2 separate regions of the Mus musculus genome follow, and region 1 is linked to region 2. Evidence: chromatin contacts called from public HiChIP or PLAC-seq data. All regions are on one chromosome and are shown on one strand. Each heading gives the region's core, a stretch centred on a gene start, on an enhancer-like site or on the middle of the called end of the contact. The rest is flanking DNA. Distances are from core to core; before and after follow the strand shown.

Evidence for each region. HiChIP or PLAC-seq counts read pairs in DNA pulled down with a chosen protein or histone mark.
Region 1: a contact with region 2 is called in an H3K27ac HiChIP or PLAC-seq map of microglia, with 5 times the contacts expected there. The contact joins two enhancer-like sites. A contact is called at or near these places in 2 of 115 datasets of contacts at active chromatin or transcription factors (embryonic basal ganglia and microglia) and 1 of 9 other capture datasets (embryonic stem cells).

What each region holds. Positions count from the first base shown.
Region 1 is chr12:52,423,101-52,428,568 of GRCm38.p6, forward strand. No RefSeq gene overlaps it. Among named protein-coding and RNA genes, the nearest start is that of Gm35071, 21 kb to the right of the region's middle. Within about 2 kb of position 1,886, at least 14 of the 459 cell types and tissues checked have an H3K27ac peak or open chromatin away from gene starts, as enhancers often do. A contact at or near this core is called in microglia, where this site is marked.
Region 2 is chr12:52,116,449-52,122,158 of GRCm38.p6, forward strand. The region is part of intron 3 of Nubpl (nucleotide binding protein-like); the gene reads left to right. Among named protein-coding and RNA genes, the nearest start is that of Nubpl, 22 kb to the left of the region's middle. Within about 2 kb of position 4,008, at least 23 of the 459 cell types and tissues checked have an H3K27ac peak or open chromatin away from gene starts, as enhancers often do. A contact at or near this core is called in microglia, where this site is marked.

The sequences.
Region 1 (5,468 bases), core at 636-3,135, 300 kb after region 2:
GGAATGGAAACAGCGCCTGGACTCAGAGGAATAGAAGACATGGACAGGGCTGGTTCCAAGTCTTCCAAAAACTGTAGCTTCAGCAGGAACAGTAACTATCTCCTGCAGTCAGTCCGCTTTGCTGTGGTCATCTCAGTCTTTTCCCTTTGTCAAGTTCACACAGTTCTCCACACTGACGGCACCAGCACTGCCTGTAGACACAACATCTCTTAGTCAGGTTGTCCTGGTGGCTCCTCGCTAGTATTTGCTCAGTGCCAGCAACACAAGCCGGATTAGAATCTACCCATGACAATGAAGATGAAGAGTAATCCTTGGCACTTCTGATTCCACACTAATTGTAAATTCTAAAACCAATATGAATATCATGTTGTTTTCCCCCTCATGCTCTAGTGTATCATAAATTAAGGGTTTGTTTGCTTTTTGTCAAACCAACTGATTGAAATCAGCAGATGTAGTAGTATGATGAACCTCCCTTTGCAGAGACAGGGTCGCATAGAGGAAAATTGAACATCACTGGAGAAAGAAGATAATATTTGGAAGATCAGTGGTCTGATCCTTCTAGAAGTTGACCTGCCAGTCAACTGGCTTCCCGGGTGCACTCAGTATGATGTCTGCTCCTCATTGTAGGTTGGTTAACACCATTTCATTGATGGAGAAGCTAAAGAGTTAGGAGCTCATGACTAGGAGTTCTCTGTAGGTAAGGTGGGATGCTAGGCGGCTGATGGGGCAATGAATCAGTGAACTCTGAGCTCATACTTTTATATGGCTTAGTACACATTGGGTACTGGGGGTGAGAGGAAACAAGGGTCAAAATAGGAGACATACAGCAATTCTGGAATGCTGGGGTCAAGGTCAAGGACTTCTCTGAGCTGCCACTAAAGTCATCCTCATTCAGTTCTTGCCTCTGGGAGGTTCTTCAACCAACATCCCAAATGCATACTTGGATTTGTATAGGATCCTTTCTGTGAAATTCTTTTATTTGAGCTCACTGGTACTAATATTTTTGTCAACCAGCAAACCACAAGCTACACAAACAGTCCAATCCCCTGCTCATTCACTATAGAGATTTCTGATTTCTAAGCACTGAAACACAAACATTGCTCTTACTTAGTTTGCATCTGGAGGTGGTACCAAGGATGCTAAAGAAGTGAATATATAAGTTATCAGATGCTGATAAGTACAGGGGAAATTTTTGAGGGTTTGTGGAAGGGTGAAGAGCATCCAGATAGAGGTTCTCATTGTCGAGACTCACTCAGGCAGAGGATTGCAGAGTTAAATGAGCTGGTCTTGTGTATACATGGGAGAGACACAAAAAGCAGAGTACAAAGAAGTAACAGAACACCGAAGGGGCCAGACAAGGTTTATATTCTCATGTAGGATAGGACTGCTTAAGTTTCATGTTTCCACCAGGCCATGATTCATGCACTTGAGCCAAGTGCTAGCCCCAAGGCTGGGCTGAGCAGCTAAGGTGAAAATGTAGACCACAGAGGCCAAAAGACCTTTCAAACTTTTATTCATTCAACAAACTTTACTGGCCTTACTGTGTGCCAAGTATCCCTAAAGGCCCTGGGATGAGAGTATGTGTCTTTCTCTTCAAAGACTCTAAATCTCAGCCCAACCTTCTGACACTGAAATACTCTGCTGTGTGTGCTTCCTGTACTGGAGAAGTGAAACAATGCAGCAGAAATGAAGGGAACTGCTTACTTCCTGGGGCTGTGTATCACATGGGGAAGGCACAGAATGGCAAGATTGAAGTGAGACTTTCAAGGTGTCTCTATCTGCTTCTGCTTCTGCTTCTGCTTCTGCCTCTGCCCAGGGAGTATCACACATTGTCTGGAGATGCAGCCCTTTCTCCTGTGCTTGGAAGAGATTCAAGTGAGGAATTTCTGTAGCTATGTTTGGCAATGTCTTGTTCAATTCCAATACGCTGAGCATGTGCAGTTCTACTTGAACATGTAAAGGCTTCCCCTCTACCACCCCCAATTTTATGCTACTACCAAAAATGTCACAGGTGACCCAATTCCTTCATTCAAGTGTTATTTTTAGTAGATGTCAGAAGAGGGAAGAGTATCATTATGAAGCTGAGAGCAAATCCCCTGCATGGGTTTCTTCTTTTCATCTGTACCACCCATGGAGCAAACGAGTGACACTTGGCCAATCTCCCACAAGAAGATGATGTCTGCCTGGGACCCAAAATAGTCAGGCTTCAGCCAAAGGATGTCTGTATTTTTTCTCTCCTAATGAAATCAAAACTATCCCCAAATTAAGTTCCTCAATGCATAATAACCCTACTAATAGACCCAATGCAATTTATCATTTCCCAAGAGACAGAAATAACACTAATAACTATAATTTAGATATAACTGCTCCTCAGATTTACAATCAATCTAACAGATTGTGTGTGTCTCTTGTCTTAGCACTGACCTGTGATCTTTTACAGAAAATGCATGAAAATGAAGTGTTACCAAATCTCCCGCTGTGTTCTTGTGATAGGCAGATCATGACCACACTTGCACCTCTAATCTCTTACTGGTCACTCTGTGAGTCTGCACACAGGTGTCATATGTGTGTTTGGACGTGTGTGTGTGTGCACGCGTGTACATGTAGACATGTATTTATATATTTGTGCGTGTGTGTGTGTGTGTGTGTGTGTGTGTGTGTATGGAGAGAACAGAGATATGGAGAGACAGAGATTTGGAGAAACTAAGTTATAACTTTGTCTCCTAGTCACTCTAGTGAATTTCCATTTATCTATTCTCTTGTCCTTATAAGTCAGGAAAGAAAAGCTACCACAGTTGTCAGAAGCCCCATAATCTTGCCATCTCTTTGCCAGACTTTTAAAGAAACGTTGTTGAAGGTAACATTTAGGATGGGACTAAGCTACTGATTTTGCATAGAGTGGAGCCGAACTGGAAAGCACGGGCTCATTCCTATATGGGCTCCTGAAGTCAAGCAGAGATGAAAACAGCCTCAAGCAAACAATGTCGCACACCTGACCCCTGGGCCAGCCAACCAAAGTGTCTGCTGCAGGCCACACGGTGTGAGTGTGATGCTAGGGAAATTATTATGCAGGAAATGGTTCAGAGGGCCAACCCACTGATGAGAAATACCACCCACATACTCTAATGACTACATATAGCTAATGTAACAGGCCATATGTAAGTAAAAGGCTACCTCTAAGCCCCGCCTCCCATCTCTGTTAAACAAAAGGCTTAAAAAATTTTTTTTGCCTTTTAGAATTTATTTTTACTATTTTTAAATTTGTGTATCTATGTATAGGTATGTACATAAAGTGTAGATGAGCCACCTGATGTGGGTGCTAGAAACCAAACACTGGTCCTCTAGAAGAAAAGTAAGTGCTCTTAACTGCTGCACCATCTCTCCCAAAGGCCCCTCCAGTGGAGGTTTAATAGCACCTAGCCTGTTCTGATGTACAATGTATGAAATACTTGTTCAGGTATATTTTGTGGTAAATGTGTTACTTCATTTTTCTGTTGTTACATCAATATACTGGACACTAGGTAAATTATAGAGAAACATTTATTTTGGCTCTTAGTTTTGAAGGCTGAGAGATTCAGTGCCTCACCTAGGGAGGGTGTTGTGTAATATGACAGCAGTGGACGTGCAGCAAATGGACAGAAACAACCATGTGTAAAGAGAGGGGAAGGCTCCCCTTTACTTTTTAACAACCCATTCCAGAGGTCACCAATCCAGAACTACGAGAACCAGAGCTCACTGCCTCTAGAAAGGCCTATAAGGTCCCATCTCCCAATACTACCACATTAGCATCTATTTCATGAATCTTAGCATTCAATAAATACTAGCTATTGTTATCAAGTAGAGTTTGCTTCTGTAGATAATCAAAGTGCACATCAAGTGGTTGGAAACATTAAATGACATAATCCAAGAAATAACTGTTAATGAAAATAACCCAGTGCCCAAATCATACTAAGAGTGTGATAAATGTTGTCTATAATAATACTGATGATGATGATGAAAATGGCCAGAGAGGCAAAGTAACTATCCCTAATTCACCAGCGGGAACTCGAGTTTGTATTATAGGTGAGCTAAGATCTGCTCCCAAAAATGATTGTTGTGGAATCTTAATTTCATTCACTTGCCACCAGAAAACAACTTCTTCATATGAAATTTTGGCTTTAGCCATTGGACTGAGTGAGAGATCCCCAGTGGAAGAGTTAGAGAAAGGACTGAAGGAGCTGAAGGGGTTTGCAAGCCCATAGGAAGAACAGTAATATCAACCAACCAGACCCCCAAGCTTCCAGGGACTAAGCAACCAACCAAGGAGAACACATGGCTCCAGCTGCATATGTAGCAGAGGATGGCCTTTTCAGGCATCAATGAAGGCTCGATAGATGTCTCAGTGTAGGGGAATCAAGGGCAGAAAGGTGGGAGAGGGCAGGGAGTCAGGAGTGGGTGGGTGGGTGGAGGAACACCCTCATAGAAGCAGGGAGAGGAGCGATGGGATAGAGGGTTTCTTCGAGGGGGGAAACCAGGAAAGTAGATAACATTTGAAATGTAAATAAAGAAAATATCCATATATATGTGTATATATATATATATATATATATATATATATATATATATATATATAATTTAGATTAAAAAAAAGAAAAAGAAAGTTTGGCTTTGTCTTACTGGAAGGAATAGATATTTTTCTGAAACCACATTTCTAATCGATGCCTGTTTTTTCATTGAGGGTATAACTCCATGTTATAGTGCTTTCCTTACACGTACAAAGCCCTAGATTCAAACCCTAGCCCTGCAAAAATAGAAGAAAAGTCAGTTTCCTGTACTTTCTTTATAACATGATTTCACAATCTTTTTCTATTATGAGAACTTCATTGGTTATTCTTCATAGAGAAGTAGAGTATCACACCTGGGAAGGTGCTGAGGACCACAGCTGTAGGGAATATGCTGAGTACCACAGCTGCAGGGAAGATGCTGAGGACCACAGTGGTACAAAGCCAAGCTGAGCACAGGTTCAAACCTACAGAGTCTCATACTTCCCAGAGCTCAAGGGGTCCCAAAATAACAGAAATCACAGGCTTTAAATCCAGCAGAGGTAAATCTGGAAATGTTGTAAGCCAACTTCTACTTCCTACCTCCATACTGTCTGAGGAAAAAAACCTGTGGAGATTTTGGCAAAAAGCCTGAAATAATTTCAAAGAACACCAACCTCTAGCTGTCCCTCCGTGATCAAGTTTCCTACAAGTTCAAATATAGTTGAATTCACTTTTTGAAGTTTAAATAGGAGACAGGACAAAGGACACCTGTCATCAGAGTCAGTTGAAGAACGGTTATTGTTCTGTTCATGCTTGCTCATCGCTGTAGTTTGAGATTGTTGAAGATGGGAAAACACATTCCCAGAGTGACCTGAAAGATTTCTTTCTCTGACAAAAACTAATTTGGATTATATCATAATTTCTTATCATATTTATTTGTGCTAA
Region 2 (5,710 bases), core at 2,758-5,257:
CCAAACTTTTATTATTAATAGTTAAACACTTTCTATAAACAGTATTTTAAAGTAAAAGTCAATATATATTTTACTTGACTATTTTAGCAAAGTTTTAAGTTCTTACATTCCATTTTTAGAATGACTCATTAAGTAGACTTTAAATTGGATTTAAAAATGGAGAGGGAGCAGTATTATCTCCAAAGAATTTGGCCTTTTGGTTATCTTTCCATTGATGTTTGCCTGATAATATTTCTTTTCCTGAGTTCAGGTAATGCCTGTAAGCGTTCTCTCCAGTGGTGCCGCTTTCTCACAAATGTCCTTTCACGTGGCCAACGTTGTCCTAAGCCTTTGAAGTTCTGGGAGGGACTTGAAAGTTTTAGCTCAGGAGTCGGGTTCTGGCTGGGTTTGGTGGCACATACCTGTAATCCTAGCTAGCCTTTGGGAAGCAGAGGCAGAATGACCACAATTCAAGGTCACCCTCACCACAGAGAAAGTCCACTCAAGGCCTGCCTGGGTTACATGAGACCCTAAGCCCCAAAATGATGTAGTTTTGGGGGTTGGGAAAGTTGAACATATTATGTAGTTCTCGCCCACAACAGTATTTTCTGCATTAAGTAGTTCACATTCTAGCTTTTTGCTGTCAGGCAGAGCTGGGCCTGTCCCTGGCTGACTCTTTTACACTGAGTGGCTTTTGCCTCTGCCTTCCTTATAGACTTTTAGAACAAGATGATGTATATGGAGTGCTCACATGGTGTCTAGCACATGGTGCATGCTGACAGGCGCCAGCCTGTACACATCATCACCTGCAGTGCACTCACGGTGATCTTGGAGTAACAGGATGTTTCTCACAAGTTTACATGGGAATCCAGATGTGACCACTTAATTGAAGTTCATGAAGTTCGTTCCATCTTTTCTTTAGCATCAGTATTGTAAGAGGACTACATTCTGATTTGTATACTTAACTTTTTTTCTTATTTATATGAGTACACTGTAGCTGTCTTCAGACACACCAGAAGAGGGTATCAGATCTCATTACAGATGGTTGTGAGCCACTATGTGGTTGCTGGGATTTGAACTCAGGACCTCTGGGAGAGCAGTCAGTGCTCTTAACCACTGAGCCATCTCTCCAGCCCTGTCAACCTATTTTTAATGCTTTCATAGCAAGTATTTCTTAATGAAAACATTTTGTTTCAGTATCATGATAAGCTATTTTGAGGAGGAAAGATAGCACTCTTTATGTTTAATGTGTAATTATTTTAAAGGTAGAGTGGAAGCTGGGTCAAGAAACCAAATCCTGGAGGAGAAATTACAAAATCATTACTTTTTGTTTTCTGTTCTGAAATTCAAAGGTAATTCTTAGTTAGAAATATTTTATATTTATAAGTGCATTGAAATTCACAATTATTTACATTTACTGAGAGATTCTGAAAATATTTTTAATCTTTATAAAAACTGACATACTTTTAGGATAAAAATATAAGTACTAATTATGATGTTTCCTGCAAATATTTGATATTTGTCATAGCATTTATACACTGCATTTCTGATGGGTAACGTTTCCGTGTTCTTATATGTAGGCTTATTCATGTCTTGAGGGACTATCATCACCTAGGCTCTATGCTCAGCATGGTGCTTACACAATTGGAAAGACCTTGCCCTTCTCACTTCAGGCTGTCTGTCTATCTCTGAGTGACTATTTAGTAGACTCTTGTTTACTCTTTCTATGGTCTTGTCTCAAGTCAACCCTGCCTCCCCAATATGCCCTTCTTTCTTTAAACAGGATTTCACTTTGTAGCCCAGCCTGGTTTTGATTTTGTGATTCTCCTGTCTTAGCTCCCAGATACTGGAACTATAATGTATGCCACCATGCCTGTGCTGCCTTGCCTGAGACCCATTTCTCTTGGTGGCCACTGGTGCTCTTCCCATCTTTTCCTGCTCACAAGCCTTGTCTCCCATCGCTTCCCATTTCACTGAAAAGTGGCTTTTGTCAATAGCTTCTTTCATGTTTTTGCTCACCATTAAACTTCTTTTCTCCCATCATCCTTACATCCTTCCCTTTCTGCCCAGAGACAGATGCCAGTCATGATCTTTCTACTTTTTAAATTATTTCATTTATTTACATTCAAAATGTTGCCTCCTCTATCCCCCTTCACAGAGTTCTTCCCCCATATCCCCTCCCCTTTGCCACTGAGAGGGTGCTCCCCCTATATCCCCCACCCTGGGCATCAAGTCCCTATATCCTCTACCACTGAGGCCAGACAAGGCAGCCCTCTGCTACATATGTGCCAGGGACCTCAGACCAGCCTGTGTATGCTCTTTGGTTGGTGGCTCAGTCTCTGGGAGTTCCCAGGGGTCCAGGTTAGTTGACACTGTTGTTCTTCCTGTGGGGTTGCCATCCCCTTCAGTTCCTTCAGCTCCTTCCCCTCCGTCTTCCATAGGGGTTCCTGACCTCTATTCAATGCTTGACTGTGTCTGCATCTGTCTCAGTCAGCTGCTGGTAGAGTTTCTCTGAGGACAGCCATGCCAAACTCCTGTCTGCAAGCACAACATGGCATCAGTAATAGTGTCAAGGATTGGTGCCCACCCATGGGATGGACCCCAAGTTGGGCTGGTCACTTGTTGCACATTCCTTTAGACTGCTCCATTTTTGTCCCTGCATTTCTTTTAGAGAGGAGCAATTTTGGGTCGAAAGTTTTGTAGGTGGGTTAATGTCCCCATCCCTCCAATTGGGGCCCCTAATTACTGGAGGTGGACTCTTCAGGTTCCATATCCCCATTGTTGGACATTTTGGTTAATGTTATATTTTCCTTGCTTATCCTGACCCTTTCTGTTTACCCTCGCTCATATTACTTCACCCCTATACATTTTTTGTTTGTTTGTTTCCCACATGGTCTCCTTGTTTTAGAAATACCGCTTCTTCAGTCAACATCTATTTTTTTTAAAAAAACTGAATTTTTTAATGTAGGTTTCTCCTCCTTCTCCTCTTCCTCTTCCTCCTCCTCCTCTGATTGCCAACAGATAGGTCAAATTTCAGTGATGTAAATGGAGCCAGCATCCTGATCTCTAAAATCTTCTGTCCATGTATTCTTTAGAAATTAGCTACATCTTGCCACCACCTGTTTGAGTTAGTGATGCGCACCCTAAACTTATTAGGTAAAGCTCCATCCTTTTTAGTATGCTCGCAGTTTCTATGGGATAGGGATTTGGATAGAGCATTAGGAATGGCTTGTTCCTTCTACAGTGCTGCAGCTTCAACGGTGAAGGCCCAAATGGATATATCAAGTTCTTTACACATGTGCTTGGTAGTGGCTGTGGTAACAAGGGTGGACTGGCCAGGGTTGTTGAATGGAGTATGTTAGCATGGTTACTACTTATTGCCTAGTCTTGCCCAGAGCTTGGCAGCCTCAGTGTAGTGGAACTTCTTTGCTGGTGACTAAGTGTTGCTCAAGTTGGTGTCCTGGTCATTAAGAAGGAAGCTGTATGGCCTTTTGTGACCCAACCTGGTTAGTCAGCCTAGTTGAAATTGACATGTGCTTTCTCAGGTTTAATGGGAGGGGACATAGAACTCACATCTAATTCAGGGAACAGCAAAACCCTTGCAGCCTTCACATTGTCCCGACCTGTCATCTTAGCTCTCCTACTCCATTCTCACCTGACAGTCACCAACTGTCATTGGAGAAATAGCTCATTTCTCTATTATGAATATAGGTAAAACTTTATAATTTTGGCAGGTGCAGTGGCACACACTTATAACTCATACACTTTAGAAGGTAGAGGCAGGGAACAACAACAACAATGACAGTACCACCACAAACCAAAAAACCAACCTCGGTCTTTTATGTTGCTCACTCTAAGCTCCTTCCTGTTGAATTAAATAGTGATTTCTCACACTGTTTGTAGAAATGTTCTCATTGCATGCAGGTCTCTGTCCAAGTTGTGCAGCTCAGGCCCTAGGGCTGCTTCTACCCAGTTCTCCATTCTGTACTCACTGCACTCCTTGTACTGACTAGATGTCCTATGTCACTTCCTCTGTGAAGCCTCATTAGTGGTTTCAGATCACATCACTTCCTTTTTGTCCCTTCATATGTTCATCTGCCATTAGGTGACCCTGGTGTCAGGGCTGCATCTTAAATGAGTTGCCACTGCTGCCTGGCCCATTGCTACATACCTGGTAAACTCTTGCTAACTGATTGAAAATAGATTAGGTGTGGTGGAAATTTCCAAAGTTTTGAGTGAGTTCCAGTGCTTTCTCAAGTGCCCACAAATTGCCAACGATCATTTTTGCCTTAGAAGAATTATATTTAGAGAAGCATTTGTGTTTCGGCACTTTTAATTTTCAGTTAAAACATATGCAGCACATTCTCAAAACTTGTGTATGAAAATGTTATATGCTAGAAAACACAGTGGAGTGGCTAAGAACATAGAAAACAAGCTTTGATAAGATTAAAGGCTGGGAAAATAAATCTGAATTCAGAATGGTACTGTTTTAGGTTGTGGCATTTTAAAGCTTTAATGTTGGCTGTGGACATGATAGCTTTTGTTCCAGCCTGTTTCCTGTGGTCAGGACATGCGTTCGTTCCCTTTTGGCAGATGCAGTGCGTGAAAGGCTGGGGTCAGCACTGCTGCACACAAGTGGGTCAGAGCACTCAGATGAAGGGGAAGCAGTTTTAGAGAGCCTTTATTTGTTGTTGGCATCATCAGATATAAATTAGGAGCTTGAAACTCTCACCATGTCTTGCTTCCTTTTCCATCTCTCATAGGCTTTGCCAAATTAACCACATCAACCAATTTTACAAAAAAAAGGAGGCATGGATTGCTGTCTTTAATAGTTCTTAAAGAAGCGTCTTGAGAAAGTCTTTCCCTTGTCTCCCATAAGCTTCCTTTGTACTTTTGTAAAGCTAGTTAGAGAGCAGGAGGCGTGCATGGTCTGCCACAGCAGGAAAGCGAACTGGGATCGCCAGTCCACTGGGCTCTGAAAGGAGATTCCATGTAATCATGGGGCAGATAAGAAGCTAGGGATTGCTAAAAGCAGGGACTAGCTGGGTTGCTGCCTGTGACTCTTAAACAATGAAACCTTTTTGAATTCAGTTCCTCCCTGAATTCACTTCCTCCTCAGGTAGTCTCAGAAGGTTGCTTGGACCCCTCCATGGGAACAGGTTGCTCTCTGTTTTGATTTTTCCTGTCAACCAAACAGAAAGCATAAGACTTCTCCAAGCCTTGGAGCAGCTTTGGCCTCAAACTTGTACTGGAATATTATCTGCAGTGTGATGGTTTTTTGCTAGTCACCATGGAAACTGATCGAAGTGCTAGTCTTGTCCTGTGGGTTCTTTGGGGTGGCTTAAAAAAAATGACTGTGTCTAATCCTGTTCTACAAATGTGCATTTTCTTTAAAAATGATGAAAAGGCAGCATAGTTAATTGAGAATAAGCTCTCTGTATCATGCTTCAAACAGGCTATTTCAGACATTCTATGCAGCTGAAGACTATTTGGGTCAAGAGATAGGAGTGAAAATTTTTGTCGTATATGAGCATCATTCTTTTAATTTGTGATTTTTATCTGTTGTGCTCTGTGCTTATATATGCAGAAGAATAACATGCTTAATTTCACTTACCTGCCTAGTGATAGAGGACTTGTCATAGAAATTAAAGCATGGCTGTTAATTTAACAAATCACTGTCAATAAAAGGTGGTTTAAATGATCATGTTAGAGATAATAAAGCAAAAAGCAT